6 separate regions of the Mus musculus genome follow, and regions 1, 2, 4, 5 and 6 are each linked to region 3. Evidence: chromatin contacts called from public promoter capture Hi-C data. All regions are on one chromosome and are shown on one strand. Each heading gives the region's core, a stretch centred on a gene start, on an enhancer-like site or on the middle of the called end of the contact. The rest is flanking DNA. Distances are from core to core; before and after follow the strand shown. Region 1 holds the start of Cep97 (centrosomal protein 97). Region 2 holds the start of Zbtb11os1 (zinc finger and BTB domain containing 11, opposite strand 1). Region 3 holds the start of Cpox (coproporphyrinogen oxidase). Region 4 holds the start of Pcnp (PEST proteolytic signal containing nuclear protein). Region 5 holds the start of Senp7 (SUMO1/sentrin specific peptidase 7). Region 6 holds the start of Nfkbiz (nuclear factor of kappa light polypeptide gene enhancer in B cells inhibitor, zeta).

What was found. Promoter capture Hi-C pulls out the DNA fragments that hold promoters and counts their contacts.
Region 1: a promoter capture Hi-C map of liver shows a contact between it and region 3, with 2.9 times the contacts expected there. The contact joins the promoter of Cep97 here to the promoter of Cpox in region 3. A contact is called at or near these places in 3 of 39 promoter capture datasets (liver and pre-B cells).
Region 2: a promoter capture Hi-C map of liver shows a contact between it and region 3, with 4 times the contacts expected there. The contact joins the promoter of Zbtb11os1 here to the promoter of Cpox in region 3. A contact is called at or near these places in 2 of 39 promoter capture datasets (liver and pre-B cells).
Region 4: a contact with region 3 is called in a promoter capture Hi-C map of liver, with 3 times the contacts expected there. The contact joins the promoter of Pcnp here to the promoter of Cpox in region 3. A contact is called at or near these places in 5 of 39 promoter capture datasets (the 3T3-L1 cell line, hippocampal neurons, liver and 1 more).
Region 5: a contact with region 3 is called in a promoter capture Hi-C map of embryonic stem cells, with 2.2 times the contacts expected there. The contact joins the promoter of Senp7 here to the promoter of Cpox in region 3. A contact is called at or near these places in 2 of 39 promoter capture datasets (embryonic stem cells and pre-B cells).
Region 6: a promoter capture Hi-C map of liver shows a contact between it and region 3, with 5 times the contacts expected there. The contact joins the promoter of Nfkbiz here to the promoter of Cpox in region 3. A contact is called at or near these places in 1 of 39 promoter capture datasets (liver) and 1 of 484 Hi-C or Micro-C datasets (liver).

What each region holds. Positions count from the first base shown.
Region 1 is chr16:55,933,311-55,936,257 of GRCm38.p6, reverse strand. It overlaps Cep97 (centrosomal protein 97), which reads left to right and starts at 1,410. Exons shown (of 11, transcript NM_028815.4): 1 at 1,410-1,505. The coding sequence starts at 1,463.
Region 2 is chr16:55,973,345-55,976,044 of GRCm38.p6, reverse strand. It overlaps Zbtb11os1 (zinc finger and BTB domain containing 11, opposite strand 1), which reads left to right and starts at 1,428. Exons shown (of 1, transcript NR_027965.1): 1 at 1,428-2,700. Zbtb11 (zinc finger and BTB domain containing 11) reads right to left here and starts at 2,241. Exons shown (of 11, transcript NM_173026.2): 1 at 1,674-2,241. The coding sequence starts at 1,983.
Region 3 is chr16:58,668,897-58,671,596 of GRCm38.p6, reverse strand. It overlaps Cpox (coproporphyrinogen oxidase), which reads right to left and starts at 1,389. Exons shown (of 7, transcript NM_007757.2): 1 at 647-1,389. The coding sequence starts at 1,169.
Region 4 is chr16:56,028,185-56,030,994 of GRCm38.p6, reverse strand. Pcnp (PEST proteolytic signal containing nuclear protein) reads left to right here and starts at 1,278. Exons shown (of 5, transcript NM_001024622.2): 1 at 1,278-1,392. The coding sequence starts at 1,329.
Region 5 is chr16:56,074,018-56,076,717 of GRCm38.p6, reverse strand. It overlaps Senp7 (SUMO1/sentrin specific peptidase 7), which reads right to left and starts at 1,314. Exons shown (of 24, transcript NM_025483.4): 1 at 1,140-1,314. The coding sequence starts at 1,179.
Region 6 is chr16:55,820,732-55,823,443 of GRCm38.p6, reverse strand. Nfkbiz (nuclear factor of kappa light polypeptide gene enhancer in B cells inhibitor, zeta) reads left to right here and starts at 1,306. Exons shown (of 12, transcript NM_001159394.1): 1 at 1,306-1,676. The coding sequence starts at 1,391.

The DNA.
Region 1 (2,947 bases), core at 161-2,660, 2.7 Mb after region 3:
TACATGTGTACTTGTTTTGTTTTTAGACAGAATCTCTCTGTTGCATAGCTCAGGCTATGATTAAACTCACTATGTAGACCAAGGTGGCCTTGAACTCACAGACATCCTCCTGCTTGCCTCTTCCAATATCTAACAATATATAGTCTTCCTCCCAACTGATGGGATTAAAATTTGGGCCACCACGACAGGCTTGCTTTGTTTTCAGACATATAAAGTTGTAAGACTGTTCTCCAAGTAAGGTGTCTACTGGTTAAAATGAAGGGGGGAATTCTTATTGTTTCTTCAGAAATAGAAAAGTATCTTTAGACTAAAGCAATGGGAAACAGAAAGGTCTTTAAGGGCAGTGATGCCAAAGGGAACCAGGAAAGAGGAAATGCTCTTAGAATTTTGAGCCTGAAAAGCTAGAAGCACCAAGTTACTGAATTTTCCTGAACAGGAATCCTCAGACTTCAGAGAGAGCCTTATAGCGAGTCATTCTATAGAGAAGCTAAAACCCTTTAAAATTAATTCAGACTTGTCAGAATGGGTAGCGGCCATAGAGACTTCTAGCAATGAGTTCTCAACATCAGTTTGTTTTAAACAATGTCCTTATAATGTGCCAGGTGGTAAAAGTGTTGAATTTCTCGAACACCAAGAGTAGCTTTTAGTACGTTGAGCAGTTGATGAAAGAAAGTGGAGCCCCCTTTGTACGATTGAGTTACCTTGTAAACCCTAGCTTAATTTTACTTCCCCTGTCAAGTTTTGTCCAAAGATTGTAATTTCTAGTTCCCGATTACCGAGTTCATAGTTAAATCAAAAAAAGATCAGCCTGTGCCCTCCCAACCAGGTAAAGTAAGTATTCCTGACTCTGGAAACTATTTTAAACTTTTTTGAATACTCTGGAAAAAGTTCTGGGTACATATGTATCAAATATACTCCTTGACCAAACTGTTCAATGTGTAAGAACCACCATTTAAAACAAAAATATCAGTTTCTGAGGCTTTAAATCTATTTAATTAGGTAAGATTGGGTAAATTGCAAATATAACGTATCCATTTGACTATGTCAAAATATTTCACTGTCATTCCTATAGAGAAGCTAAAACCTTTTAAACTTAATTCAGAATTGTCAAAATGGGTAGCTGCCATAGAGACTTCTGGCAATGAGTTCTCAAATTCAGTTTTAAACAACGTCTTTATAATGTGCCAGGTGGTAAAAGTGTCGAATTTCTCAAACACCTGGCCCTGGAGTGAAATGGTTTATCTAACAATACAGCTTGCTCACCAGATCAACTTTAGGTGTCAACCCGGGTCTTCTAAGCTTTACCTCCCACATTGTAGCCAGCAAGTCCCATCAGGGAGCCAATTGGGTCGAGTGAGTGCTGTGCATCCTGGGAGTTGTAGTTTGCAGCGCCCCACTGCTGACTACATGCTCTACAGAACGGCAGAAGACGGTTGCCTGGTGTCATTAGCAAGCGGCAAGTATGGCGGTGGCGCGAGTCGACGGGGCTCTGGCTCCGGGAGAAGGTACGATGATCCCTACCCCTAAATTCCAAAGTTTACTTCAGTATGTCATATTAAACAGTTGCTTGGTGTAAAGAGAAAGCCTGGGTTTAGAGGTGCAGTTTTGGACCAGTTCTTTTGATGAGGGGCTGTAAGCAACACGGAGGCGCACTTCCTACTGGGAGTTGTAGTCCCGCTGTCTGGTCCAGTCCCGCAACATTACTGTGAAGGCTGAATGAGGGACTTCAGTCCCCAGGAGCCTTCGCGGTGCCCGGCGCCCCTGTCCCGCGCTCTCCTTAGCCTGACTGGGGGCAGTGGGCTTCGGACTGCGGTGACCTTTCTGGGACGTTTACTTTGAGTTCCGAGTGCCCACAGGAAATTAGTGCAGCCTTTTTATTTCCCGTGCCTCTCCTTCTCGTCCGAGAACGTTCAGGAAGCATCTCATCTGAAACCGCATCACAGTCTGCTTGAACTCTTCTTTGGAAGTGACCAGTAGCCGTGGTAGAATCTGAGAATGACCCAGACACGCGTTGCTCCCCGATCATTCTGCAGGCCGGGTCCCGGGGTCGAGTTTGGTCTTTGTTTGGCAGAGCCCAGGTTGGGGGGTGCGCCTGTGCTTGGGAGATGCCTCCGTGGGGCGCCGACCTCAGAGCTTTTGTTTTGGTTACACTCTGAGGCGTGGTAGCAGCTGGCCCGATTGGGGCAGAGCAGGGTAGGTAGAGTTGAGGCTCATAACCCGGAGACCCTTGAGTTCCTACGGGAAGGAGTTCGGCTAAAACATGTGTCGACACTTAGGAATTGTGTGCGGACGCTAGGTGCGCTTTTCCAGGACAGTCTAGTTTTCATCTCGAAGAAGGGGCTCACGACGCCTCACGTGATAAGAAAACCGAAAAGCATTGAAACCCTCTAGGAGCGCAGAACCGAAAAATTACATCCCAAGGTAGCTCCAGTCTGATCGAAAAATTGAAATTGGCAGTTACTCAGGCCCCGCCCACTCTGATAGCTTCTTTTCTCAACCTTCCTAGCTCACCGAGAACAGCAGCAATAAGCACTTACAGAGCCATTCTCCCCGCCCCCAAAGAGCCAGATGATATTTTGGATGCCTTTCTCCCATTATCTCATGTTTTTATGTAGAACAATGTTTATATTATATTCTCACTCTTTTTCTTTTTTCTTTTCAAAGCCATGGTCTCATTATGTAGCTGTGACTGATCAAAAACTCAAAGAAATCCTCTTGCTTTTGCCTCTCCAGTGCTGGGATTAAAGGTGTGAGCTGTGCTGTGCACGTGGCTCATCCACTTTTTTTTTTTTTTTTTAAAAAAAACAACTTTATAGTTTTTAAAAAAGATTTATTTATTTATATGAGTACACTGTAGCTGCCTTCAGACACACCATAAGAGGTCATCAGATGGTTGTTAGCCACCATGTGGTTGCTGGGAATTGAACTCAGGACCCCTAGAAGAGCA
Region 2 (2,700 bases), core at 179-2,678, 2.7 Mb after region 3:
CCAAGGTTTTTGTTTCCACGCACCCACATGGTAGCTCACAACCATTCATAACTCCAGTTCTAGGAATTCCATTTGACCTCTGTAGGCTCCAGGCACACATTTACATACAAGCAAAACACCCATACACACAAATTTTGAAATATAAAGAAAAACTGTATGAGAATAAGATAAACCTGTTAACCACTAAAGATTTCTCTAAGGAACAAAAGGACTACCAAAGAGTTCCTAAAATAGGCTTGATGACAAAGTTGGTAAACCTAACAAAAACTAGCATCTAGAACAAATGAGATGACTCAACAAATAAGGCTGCCAGCCCTAGCCTGCATGTACATACACATACACACAGCACATAAAATAGAATTTTAAAAACTTACTAGAAAGATTAGAGGGACTGGCTTGACAGCTCAGTAGTAAACAGTACTTTTGCTCTTTCAAATGACCAGCGTTCAATTCTGAGCACCTACCTGGTGTCAGAAACATCTGTAACCTAACTCCAGTTCTGAATCCAATGCCCTTCCCTGACCTTCGTGGGCAGCTGGTGCGGGCACACACACCGCCAGGGAAAACATTCACACACATACATTTTTAAAAAAATTAAAAAGAAAAAGGTCAAGCTTTTCTGCTCTCATCTACTCTCCAAGGGATCAAACAGTGCTAGGGTCATTATATTCTGCTCCCAAATAATCAATGATTTGATGGTACAGGTCTGTAATCCCAGCTAGTGAGGCACTCAGATCCTTAACTCAAGGCCGGCCTGAGTAATTTAGTGAGATCTTGCCTCAAATCGAGAAACAATCCGTCAATAAACCTGTTGCCTGATCTTTTCTCAACACACACTGCGTAACACAGTTCCCGAGGCTATTTTCACAAAGTAAAAAGAACGTTAAAGCGTTAGGAAACAGGATCCCTGTCACCGTGATTGGTGAGTCAGGGCTGTAATATCAACACGTGAGAGGCTGAGGTGGGAGGAGTGCCACACTCAAAACAAGAAAAAACATACGACACAAGTGTCATCATTCCTCCTAATAAAATAAAACCTCTTATGGTATGTCGGTCTTGTCCCATCTCCCGAGAAAAAGGATCTGGCAGTCTGGAAGGCTGCCTAATGCCCTAAAACCGGGACTCACAGCGACTGCGCCATCATTAGTCCTAATAACCACATTATTCCTTGTTTCTGTGTCGCAGTTGCAGAAACAGACATTTGGACCTAGTCCAATGGCCAAATCCGAGCGGCACTCACTGGGAGACGGCAGCCAGGGTTTGGGACAGCTTTTTCTACGGCAGAAGGGAGAGGGAGAGGGTAGGTCTGCCTCTGCCTCTGGGTCTCCCACCATCCCCTAAGGGCCTCGGGGGCGGGCCCAGATAGGCCGCACCACGCCCTCCACCGCCTGGCCCGGCCCCGAGGGAAGCCCCCGAAGCCCCACCCCGGGCGAGGGTCCGCCCCCAGCCTCCCGGGCCTCCTTCCTGTAGGGGAAGTGCGGCTGCTTTCGCGTCCCCAGCCCGCTCTGCTCCGCTTGGCTCGGCTGGGTCCCGCGGTTGCCGCGCAGCCGAACGGACGCACGCACGCCTCCGGGCTAAGGATACGGCCCGGTCCCCAGACTTGAGGGCTCGCGGGTGCGCACGCAGGCCGGGCCGAGCCGCCCCCCTCGGCCCCCGGGGCCCGGCGCACTCACCTCGCCACCAGTAGGTCTTGGACAGGTCGTGCCAGGTCTGGTGCCGGGTGTGGTGGGTGCCCCCGGGGCCCAAATGGGCCGCCTCGATGAGGCCCTGGCGACGCTCCGGCTGCAACACCACCTCCAGCTCGGCGAAGGTCTTGCGGTGCCGCTGCCGCCGCTGGTAGTAGAGGGTCCCGCCGCGCACGACGTAGCAGGCGGCGGCCTTGCGGATCTTCCGCTTGACATTGCCCTCGGTGCCCGGCGCATAGGGCTCGCGTTCGTTCGTCAGGTAGCGCAGGATGGCCCGGTAGCTCTCCTCGCTTGACATAGCCGCCGGCAGCGCCCTCGGGGGCGCCTGTCAGTGGTAAGGAGAGGCAGACAGCGCCGCGGCTCGGGAGAGGGGCCGCGGCGACCCGGGGAGGAGCGAAGGCGACGCCTGTGGTGGGCGCTCTCTCTCTCCGAGGGCGCCCGCCTGCCCGCCCGCCGGCAGCGCGGAGGGGAAGAACCGACCACCTGGTAACCAGGGGGAACTGCACTTCGGCAGCGCGCGGGATCCGCTGGCGACTGACAAAATGGCTGCTGCACCACCGGAAGTGACGCGCGGGAGCGGGGCGGGGCCGCCACCCCGATTGGAGCGCGCTACGGCTCTGCGCTCCCAGGGAGCCGGCGGTGTGACGTCAACACTGCGGAGGACATGTTGGAAGAGGGAACGCGCTCTCTCGGGCAGATACGGGGGTCCTCAGCAGACATCTTAAGTCTTGGCAGGGCCCTCCCCCACCGCCCTCCCTTTCCTTTCCCACGCTCTCTGTAAAGCCACGTGTTTGAGCGGTTCGCTGTTTGTTTCCCTGAGACCCTCCCCGTAAACGGTAACTGAGTCAGTTGTTCTGTATACTCTGAGACTAGATATACCAGATACCGCCGAGTTTGAAACTGTAGCAATTGATTGCCACTGTCTGAGCCTCTGGGCCAAATACTGTCGCAGTATTACCGAGCATTAAGTGCTTCAGTGTTACGAATTTTCTCCAAACTACCTAAGTAATTTTCT
Region 3 (2,700 bases), core at 140-2,639:
TCAGAAATCCTCAAGTTTAAAATTAAGGCGGGAGGGGAGAACAGGGAAGGACTACTCTGTTTGGAACAACATGGCCACCAATACATGACTCAACATGAATGGCATTCTAAGGAATCCTTCAAGAAATTTGATGATGCAATTTAGTAAGAACTACTGGAAGACTAATCAAATATTCCTTATATAACCCGCCAAAAAACAGTAGGGAGACTCTTGACATAGGGAATCTAGCAGACATAAAGGATCAGTGTTTCTTCTGCCTCTAATAGGGCAGGGACAAATGCACCCAGATGGATAAATAAAAAATGTGTGTGTTGGGGGGGGGGGGGGGGGGAGACGTGTTCAGTAACAAACTGAACATGAAAGCTTCACTTTGCTGCCTGCAGATGTTCTTTAACAAACCTATAGAAAAAAAAGTGCAACTATGAATTGCCAATATTTTCAAGTGACTTGTCCTACATTGTTGGCACCTCTGGGTCCACATCTGCAAGTAGAAAGCGAATGGCTCTCTCAATGTCAGTCATTCAAGTCTGTCCCTTCTGACAGATCACCCCCCACCCCCACCCCCCTGTAAAAACTGTTCTACTTTAAATCCCCAATCCTAAACTGCAACTGGTGCCCAACCAAGAAACAGGAGCTCTCTCCTCACCTTCTTTCCTCTCCCACCGGTCCACAGTGAAGTCGGCAACGCCATCTACCTGCGCCAGTGCCCGACACACCTGAGCCTGGGTCTCCATAATCATCAGCTCCATCTTGGTCTTCATGTCCTCCGGCCTCCTCCGCAGCTCCCGCAGCTCGGTCACCGGCGAGGACATGAAGGTGCTGCAGCGGCGGGCCAGCTCGTCCCCGTCCTCCTCCCGCCGTCCAGGTGAGGGGCTCCGCGCCCCCGAGCTCTTGGGCACCATCTCCGCCCGCTGCACGTGCCCAAAGGCGGCGGCTGCCAGCCCTGCCAACCCCGCCAGCGTCGCGGCCAGCCGGGTCCCCAGCCCGGACCCGCCTCTAGCCCAGGGGCCGTAGCCCAGCCCGCGGCGAGGCTGGGGACCAGCCGTGCCAGGCAGCTGGCAGACGCGGGCGGACGCGCAGCGCGGGGACGCGGCGCGCAGCTGAGCATAGTCGCCCAGCACCGCTCGCCACCAGGGGTCCGAACCCAGGCGGCCCAGCCGCAAGGCCATCTCCCGCCGGGACTGGGCAAATCCGATCCTGCAGACCCACCGGAGCTCCCAGGGTCCTGAGACCCAGACTCCCCAGCACTGCTACGTGGAGTTCGGAAGAGCTGCTGCGAGTGTAGGTCGCAGGCTGCTGGCGGGAGCCGAGGAGGCTGCTGGGAACTGTAGTCCCGTCCTATCGCCTCCTGCACTCGCCTGACCGCTCCCGGAAAGAGCAGATAAGACTGCACCCTGCGCACAGAGGTGGGTCCTGCTGCTCGCACGCGGGCCTCCTGTGCTGCCAGAGGACTGTGGAGGTGCTTGGACTGATAAGATAGGCGCTTTAGTCACGTACACCTTGGATTGCCCTGCTCGCTCACCCACAGTGAGCAAAAGTGGGGTTAGAAGGCTGACGACAAACGGGCAGAAATAACAACTCGGAGACACACCCCTTGTCTTCGTCCTGGCTGTGGGTCTGGAGGATGCACCCTTGTCCCTGTGCTTGGCTTACCCAAAGAGTTCAGGGTAGTGGGCTCCTGAGTAGATCCAGAGAAAATATTCGCACTCCGGTTTACTATCCTGGATCTCTGTTCTTCCCCATAGCCCTACCCGTTGAAAATATGAGGACAGAAGCTCACACATTTAATAGTTTTGTTCCAAGCATATATCATTGCCAGCATTATTTTATAGTATCAGAAGGGCTCATTTGCCCTTTAACTATCCTTGATGATTCTAATTTCTACTAACAAATAATAATCGAGGCCACTGGTTATTCTTTCACAAGCTTCCATTCTGGCTGTAGCAGGAATTGGAGCTCAGTGGGTATGGTTCTGACCGATATGTTCACTCCCCTGCTTCTTACACAAATGCAACCACAAACTACCTGGAGCAGCATGCGTGCTCAGGCCTGGCAGATGTGGCAGGCAAATGAATTCACGAGAAGTGACAAAGCTTGCAGAGGAGAGAAACCCTTAACTTTTAGCTGTAGTGTGCCCTGGCTGGAGGCCGACTTGGAAGAGAAGGAAAGATAAGAATTATCTTTTGGAAGGTTGCCTGGGTCTGGCTGGGCCTCCTGGTGATAAATGAAGCTCTTTAACGAAAAGGAATCTCTCTAATTTTCTGTAAGAAACTTCTCCTTTATGATCCTGCTCTGCTAATGTGAAGCTAGCCAAGAATAAGCCAAATGGGAAATTCAGGAGACTTGCCCAGACAAATAACTAATTGTGTACTTACCCTGAACAAATTGTGTACTAGCTTCCAGCCTGTTTGGATGTCTCTCTCTCCTGTTCTCTGATTCCACCTTAATCTTAATGTACAGTGCTTACTGGAATCCTTAAAAACAAACAAACAAACAAACGGATTTGTATGAGAAAAAAATAAAAGCCACCATCTTCCTAGAAGGGCATAGTGGCACACATATTTAATCCCAGCACTCAGAATGCAGAGTCAGGTAGACCTATATGAATTTGAGGCCACCCTTGTCTACTTAAAGACTTTCAGGATGGCCAGGGCGACATAGTAAGACCCTGTCTCAAAAGAAACAAAACCAGTCACACAC
Region 4 (2,810 bases), core at 29-2,528, 2.6 Mb after region 3:
GGCTAGGAATTGACCAAATTTGGGCAGAGGAATGAGTATAGAGAAAAAGAAGTAAGAAACAGATGAGGCTGTAGCATACTTGATGCATGGATTTCATTGACACTAAATGAATCTACTAAAGGTTTCTAGGAGAGGCAGGACTTAACAGGTGTTTCCAATCTGGAAGAGACGAGTCCTGTATTTTACTGTTGAGTATAAGACAAGTGCTGGTGCTAGCACAGAGGCAGGGAACGCTACAAGACAACTCTTGTGCTGTTCATTGTGTCCATGAAGGTTAAGAGACAAGACTGGCACTAGCTTTTATGATAAAACTCTGTCGGATACTTTTACCTTGAAAGAATAGGGCGATTTAACCAGCAGACAGTTTTACTCCAGACAGTTTTATAGGAGTAAAGAAAACTCCTTGAAAAACACCAAGAAGTGAATAACTTCTAATTCAAAGCAATTCCGAACGTTGAAGCTGGGCTGGGGCGTATTTTAAACGTTATTAGAGAAGGGATGAGTGGAATAGGGTAGATACAAAGCCGACATCTCCAAACTGCAGTAGAGCAAACTACCCTTCTCCGTAAGAAAGACAGCTCCTGCCCTTCGGAGTGTAGCCGGGGATTTTGTTTGTTTTTTATGTATTTTTTTTTAAACAGGTGTTTGAATATATGCAAGTGAGTGTGAACTCTTAGTAGTCGGATTTCTGGAACTGGAGTTATCAGTTAACTGTAGACCACCCAACTGGGAATTGAACTGTCCTCTGAAACAGCAGGAAGCGCCCTTGACCTCCACGTATACCTATTTCTGCTTTTAATGTTTGCTTGCTTGCTACAACTCTCACGCTGAATTTTTCACGAATGCAAAAGCCGCGGAAATTTCTTCCGCCCCAATTTCCGTAAGGCTCTACGACGTGATCTTCCATAAGTCTCTTTTCGGTGTCATTGCACAAATGGAAACGATAATTGCACACCGGACCGCACTGGACGGTGTCAACACTAAGACAGCGTCCGTTAACTGCTGACGTTTCTCTGTAAGAACACAGCCCTATCCCGTAAAATGAAGGACCAGCCGCGACCACCGCTGAGCGTGGAAGCACCTAGGATTGAACCCACCGTTCCACGATCGGTGAGTCCGTACTAACCCGGACGTGCCATCCCACCGCCCAGTCCTCCATAGCCGTCACCACACACCTCGTTCCAGCCAACGACGTCACATCCGTCCCCGTCTCGGGTTCCAGGTCCTCTCTAGGCTGCGGCCTCGCTGGCCCGCCCGAAGCTTTGTGGTTGCTGGGCGGGGCCGTGACGTTCTTGCCCGGGCTGCAGGGGGAGGCCGCGGCGAGGAAGATGGCGGACGGGAAGGCGGGAGAGGAGAAGCCAGAGAAGCCGCAGCGAGCCGGAGCCGCCGGAGGTGAACACAACCCCAGCGTCGCGGGCTACGGGGGCTACTCCGGCCTTTCTTTGGGGTTCCCAGGGCGGGTTGGGGGGCTTTCCGGCATCGCAGGAGCCGGCGGAGCTGGCGCTCGCCCGGCCAGGGGCTGGGCCCTGATGAGTGCCGGGCACGCCCGGTGTGGCCCGCGGGGGAGATCGAGGTCCGCGTCGCCTAATCAGAGAGGCCGCCGGTTACCACCGGGCGGTGCGAAGGGAGGTGGGAGCTTGGCCCGGGAGTCCGAACAGCAGAGAGCTCAGGGCCCGCTGCGCACTCAGGCCGCCGCACGAGCGCCGAGCCGCCGCGGGCACTGGCCGCATGCCGGCTTTCCGAGGTCGCCGGCCTCTCGGTTACACGTAACGAGGGTTGATGCTCTCTTTTTCGCTGCGGAGGTGGAAGACCCCAGCCCACTCTCTGCTGTATTTTCAGACATAACATTTATAAACCCTGCGATGGCATAAGTCGAGGCGATGCAGGGGAGAGGGGAATCTGGCTCAAGCAGCAAACGCTTGAAATTAGGGTTTGATTCGCTTTCTTTCCGGTATCTTTCTTAGGCTGCCAGCAGCGGAGTCTATGTCAGATATTTCGTTGGCGTGGTAGGAAGGTGTGATCTTCCTGTAATTTGTCGCGAAATTAAACTCAGATTATAGCTATCTTTTCGTTCCTCCTACCCCCGTAATTTTTGATGGTGTACATAAAGGAAAAGAAATGCGTAGTCTCTTTTCCCCTACGCCCTTTTGTCGGAAGGATAATTAGCACATGCTTAGAATGTTTTAGCCTTTCACTGTTCTGGCTTTCTTCGGGCTTATCCTTGAAATACTTAAATGTGAGAACATATAGGTTCAGTATCGCATAAAGGCCAAAAGTAGGGTCTACCAAGTTTGTTAATTGCCGAACACCCCCGCCCCCACCCCACCCCCGGTTTGAGCTAGGAGCTCATTTAGCTCTGGCTTCCTGAGTACTGGAATTACAAGCCACGGCCACTTTCTCAGGTCTCTTCCTCATTTTGTTTTTTTTTAAAAATAAACTAGTAAAATAGCTAATGATTTTAGTTCTTACTTTAGACCTTCTATATGTTAAAAGTAGTTTGAGGAAAAACTATAGCCTAAAGTATCTTGGGGTGGCCTTGAACTTAAGGTCCTTTTGCCTTGACTGAGAACATCGTTTTAAGGTACTGCTAAAATGTACCTTAAACGTCTAAAGAAATTCGTGTGTATGTATGCAGTGTACTTGCCACCCTTTCAGTTGAGGGACATTCTGTCCTGTGAATAATATTTCCATCTTAACAGTGTTGGGGTTACATTGATTATTTTATGTTGGTAACTTAAAATAGCAGCCCTTTTCTTCATAATTTGCCTGATTTCGTAAAGCTCACTTTAATATCAGACATACAGGGGTCA
Region 5 (2,700 bases), core at 65-2,564, 2.6 Mb after region 3:
TGCAAGCCTTTAACACCCCAGGACATGGGAGGCAAAAGCAGGCATATCTCTGAGTTGGGAGGCCAGCCAGGTCTACAAATTGAGTTCCAGGATAGCCAGGAGTACACAGAGAAACTCTGTCTCAAAAAAACAGAAAGAGGAAAAAGTGGGGGGGGGTCGCCTGTAACCCCACCATTCAGAAGAGGTAATCAGGGGGAATAGGAATATGACCCCATCTTGAGTTACACAGGGAGACCTTTTCTCAAAAACAGAAAAAGAAAAGAAAACAAAAACAACTCAATGAATTCATCGACACTGTTTTATGTACTAGACAGTGCATTTCTATGCACACGGGAGCTGACTCCAGGAATTAAGAGGTGCACTTAACAGATGAGATGGATAACAATAACTTGTCGACGGGGCGGAGCTCTATCTCAATTTTATACAAAACTTAAAAGAGGTTCTTGAGTTTCAAGTCTTAAAACAATTCCAAAAAATGGGCTGAGATAAAAAAACAAAAACAAAAACACAACAACAACAAAAAACCCGGCTTCAAATCCTTTGACTTTCGAATCACTTTTGGAAGATGCTGGAGGCTGGAAAAGAAAAACGCTATTAAACGAGCCTGTCGGACGAGAGGGACAGCAGGAGTATTTTATTTACTCGAGGCGCTGCGGGGCGACCGACAAGCCCCGCCTTCCTCGCTTGCAGCTTCTCTGATCTGCCAAAGGAAGGAGGGAAGCCGGCCAGGCGAGGGGTCAAAGGATCAGAAAGGAGAGTGACATCTTGTGCGGGGAAGGTGGGAGCGAAAGTGAACGCGGGTGCAATTGCGAGGAAGGCGTGGCAGGACAGCGGCTATAGCCAGCAGAGAAGACCGCTGGACCGAAGACAATCAAGGAGCGTGTCCCGGGAGGAGGGAGCATACCAAAGGGGTGCAGAAGGGGCAGGCGGCCGAGGCTTTTCGACAGCTGCGGGCGCCCCCCCCCCCTCCAGCTCTCCATTATGCGCGCCCCCGCCGCTCCCTCCCTCCCTCCCTTCCTCTCTCCCTCCCTCTCTCCCTTCCTCTCTCCCTCCCTCTCTCCCTCCCCACCGCGCCGCGGAGCCGCCGCCAGCCGCGCAGGTACAATGGTCGGCTCGGCCCTCGCGCCGGCTCTCCTCACCTGATGAAGCTCGCCGACGCCCAGGCCTGGCCCTGTCCATCTTCTCCTCCGCCGGCTCCTCCAGTCCCACTTCCAGGCGCTGTCACCTCAGGACCCCTCGGGCTGGGGAAGGGAGGGGGAGGGGAAGAGAGAAAGCCAGAAGTGAGATTCGCGCTTGCGCACTAGTCGTCGCCTCCCCCCCCCCCGACCGGAAGTCCCTTGCCCCTCCCACCTCTGCCAGAGGTAGCGCTTCCTGGGCCTTGTTTAGCCTGCGAGCCTATCGTTCTGTCGTTGGTTAGGCGAAGGGGACTTACCCCACGAGGGTCCCTAAGGAAAAACTTGATTCACGATTTTTTAACCCGTTGACTTTAAAATAAAATTTGAGTTGACAAAAATTACAGATACCGAGTACCTCTGCTTTTATGCCTTTTGAACGAAATTACCCCCCAAAATATGAGAAGCTACTGTCTGTGGTATTTCTAGCTATTTGTCCTCAAGAAGGCTACTCAAACTTAGAAACAAGGACAGCAAAATGTAGTTGTTCCTGTTGTTTGATGTAAGAAATAAACAAATATGAGTCTTTTCTATCAAAAACTATAAAGCCTGTGTTTGGTACTGTTAGGCCTCAGGATCCAAAATAACAGTCGTGGCCCAGCACTTAGATCTCTGATAGATAAAGGCTAGCATTTGTTTCCCTTGCCTAGGAGATGGGGCAGATGGCTCCTCGTTGACATATACCTGTGGTTGCATATCAAAGCCCCAAAGTCCCCATCCACAAATACCCCTACCCCAGCCTCCTGGCCTCTCACCTTCCCTACTCCTGCAGATGCTAAGCACCAGGCTGTCCCAGAGCTCCACTCTCTGGGGCCAAGGATTCTTCCCCTGCACCTGCCATCTGTTACTGTCTCACCATCCCCACGCTTCTCTCTCTCTGCTCTTCCTGCGCCCCCTCCCACACAGGAGCAAGAAACTCACATCTTTTTTTCTCCCCCACCTTGTATGACATTTAGACACGTTGTAATCTTCCCACCCAGTTGGAGCCAGGAATGTTATGTATTCCCCTTCTCATTTCCTGTGTGCTAATTCTTTTCAAAATAGCCACTAGAATTAAGACTATAACATGCTTGACCCAGGGAATGACACTATTAGGAGGTGTGGCCTCTTGCAGTAGGTATGTCACTGTGGGTGTGGGCTTCAAGACCCTGGTCCTTGTTCTGTTAGTAAAAAGATAAGGGAGAGGAAGAGTATGTTTGGTGGCTGTGCAGTCAGGTGTGGGAGATGGGGTGCCTCCACCAGCCCATGCTGAGCCATCCCTTCCCCCATAGAGTTTATTGAGTAGACACCGGCCATGAGCACCATGAGGACATGGGGAGAGATGGGGGAGGGGAATGGGGAGACAGGCAGAAGGAGCAAGAGGACAGAGCAGGAGCAAGAAGGCAACAGAGCAGAAGAGAGAGGGAAGGTGGCCAACAGCCCCTTTTATAGTCAGTCGGGCACACCTAGTTGTTGCCAGGTAACTGTGGGGTACAGCCTAGACAAAATGCTAACAGTTCTAGCTGCCAATCTTCTGTTTGCCTTTGGA
Region 6 (2,712 bases), core at 57-2,556, 2.8 Mb after region 3:
TCTTAGGCCACTAGGACTCCCCTCAGTCTCATCTTCTCTAAAACTGTTTCATTTCTGCCAGCTTCAGATTCCCTCACGTTAAAGTTCTAGTAACTTCGCTGGTCCCTGTAGGTGCTCCGCTCAGGTTACCTTTCACATTTATGCTATTTTCCCTTTGGCAGTCCTAAAAGGCACTGCGGATTCTTCCCTGACTCCTGGCCTTAATTCTTGGCAGATGATTTTCCTGCAAACGCTTTAGGGCCATCCTTTAGGGCTCATCTCATTCTTTGCGAAGACTTCCCCCTTCTCCCCCTCTCCACAAGAAAGTCTCTTTTTAGGCTGTTCACTGAACTTTGTACCTCTCACGATGTTTAATCATAGTCAGTTTCTTTTCATCGGTGTGTGTATACCTTATCCCCACGTGTTAAGATGTTACTTGAAAATTTAGACTTAATCATTCATTCTTTCTCTCCCTTAAAAATAAACTTCCCTTGACGGTTCGCTAGTTGGATTTGCGGCGGAAGTATAAACATTGAAAAAAGTATTCAAGGTAGAGGCATCAAAATCCCTGTGTTTATCAGGACTAGGTCAAGTTGTGCAGAATAAAACGTTACATAATACGTAAAAAATAATATAAAACATACAAAGAATATACACGCATATATGCGTATTCATCATTTTGCTAGAAGCTTTTTTCTAGTATTGAAGGATACGAAAGGGTAGTCATTGCTGTTTATTCTAATACTGTACTAAAAAAAAAAAAAAGATTGCTTATGGCCCAGATATGAAGTTAGAGAAACTGCAAGAGCTCTGAAATTGAGTCCAGGCCAGAAAGTCCGCGGGCAACCGCTTCCAGGTTTGGAGGCGGGCTAAATGTTGGAGGCAAGGGAGGAGACTGAACTCTGCACGCACCGCTCTGGCTTCCCACTCCCCGAACTGGGCGGACCTGTTCTTGCAGCAGCCCGGGGCTCCCGCTCGCCCCCGGGCATCGCAGCCCCTGCGCAGACAGCGGTTGCCGCGGACCCCGGGCCCCTGGGGATGCGGTGCGTCCAGCGAAGGCCAACCGGGGAAACTTGGAGCTGGCCCCGACGGGGGTTCGGGGCGCGGGTGCTAGCCGGGGTTTCCAGGTGAGCCGCCGGAAAACAACCGGTCGGCCCGGGCGGGGCGGGGCGAGGGCGGAGGGCACATTGCCTCATCCCGGGCATTTTACTGGAAACTAGACACATCCGGAGGCGGGGCGGGAGGCAGCCCAGGCGCCGCCTCACCGGGCGGAGCGCGGAGGAGGAGGTCAGTTCATTTAAATAGCCCGGTCCCCTCCGGGCGCGCACGTACTAGTCGCTCTGCCGCAGCCAACCGCGTAGCCATCCGGTGGCGCAGGTGTCTGGGGACCCCGAGCGCCTAGCCTGGGAGCATGATCGTGGACAAGCTGCTGGACGACAGCCGCGGCGGAGAGGGGCTGCTGGACGCGGCCGGCGACTGCGGCCTCATGACCAGCCCGCTCAACCTGGCTTACTTCTACGGCGCCTCGCCTCCTTCCGCCCCCGGCGCCGGCGACACCGGCTACCTGTCCGCCGTGCCCTCCGCGCCCGGCTCGCCCGGCTCCGACTCCTCCGATTTCTCCTCCACTTCCTCCGTGTCCTCCTGCGGGGCCGTGGAGTCCCGTCCCAGAGGTGGCGCCCGCGCCGAGCGCCCTCAAGGTACCCACCCGCGAGATTCCTTGCCCCTCTATTCGGGGTTCACACGCTGGGAGGATGGGGAGGGACTTCCCTCCACCCCCCCCCCCCCCCATAGTCGAGACGTTAAGCGGCCCCTGTGACTTCCTTAGCGGCCGGACAGACGCGAATAGTCATGAGTGATTAGATGCCTTGTCCTGATTCTGGCACGTTGTCCTTGCCTAGACCTCTGCGGAGTCCAGCGCCCAAGGGACCCTGAGGGCTAGCGCGCTGGCTTCCTGGAAAAGAACTTGAGAGCCTCGGATTCTCTTTTCTTCCATCTCATAACCTTTTCCCTTTTCACTTCTCCCCCGACCTCCGAATTCAAGAACCTCTGAGAAATTATAACACTATTATGAGGTTTTTGGAGCTGATGGAGAGAGATGTAGTTTCCTTCTTGTAACTCTTTCAGTGAGAAGCAGTGGCAGAGGGTAAAGCGTTGGGAACTGGATTTTTAAGACACCCGTATTCCTAATCTATTTGTAGGGATGAATCAAAGAAAACCCACTTTTCGGGACGTAGAGGAAAGCCTGGTTCAGAAAAGTGATTTAGTGTTCTGCGCTTAGTTTACGATGTTGGCGGTTCAGAGGCCTGCTCAGAATTCTGATTTTCTCTGTGTGCTTGAGAATGGAAAAGTTACATCTAGCGAAGCCCTTTCTTTAGCTGCGGGTTGTATGGTTTCCTTTCTTCACGAACCGAGTTGCATAATTTGGGGGGGTGGGGGAGGGAGAAACAGGATGCAGCTGTGGGTAGATTTAAACACCGCCTAAATTTTCTCAGTTGTTGGAGCTTCTCATCGCAATTATTTTAAAGAATGACCCCTTGCTGTTCCTTAACACTGGCTACTCATAAGCTTTGGTTGTCTTTTATTTTTAAAAAGTTATTTTTTGATTTAAAACACTGTGCCTTAAGCCACAGTGTTGCCCACAGCTCCCTGAAAAGCGCGGTGTGCGTGCTTTGACAGCCCTTTCTGAAGTTTGTAGGCCCGTGGACATCTGGCTGAACCCATCGATTGTTTCTA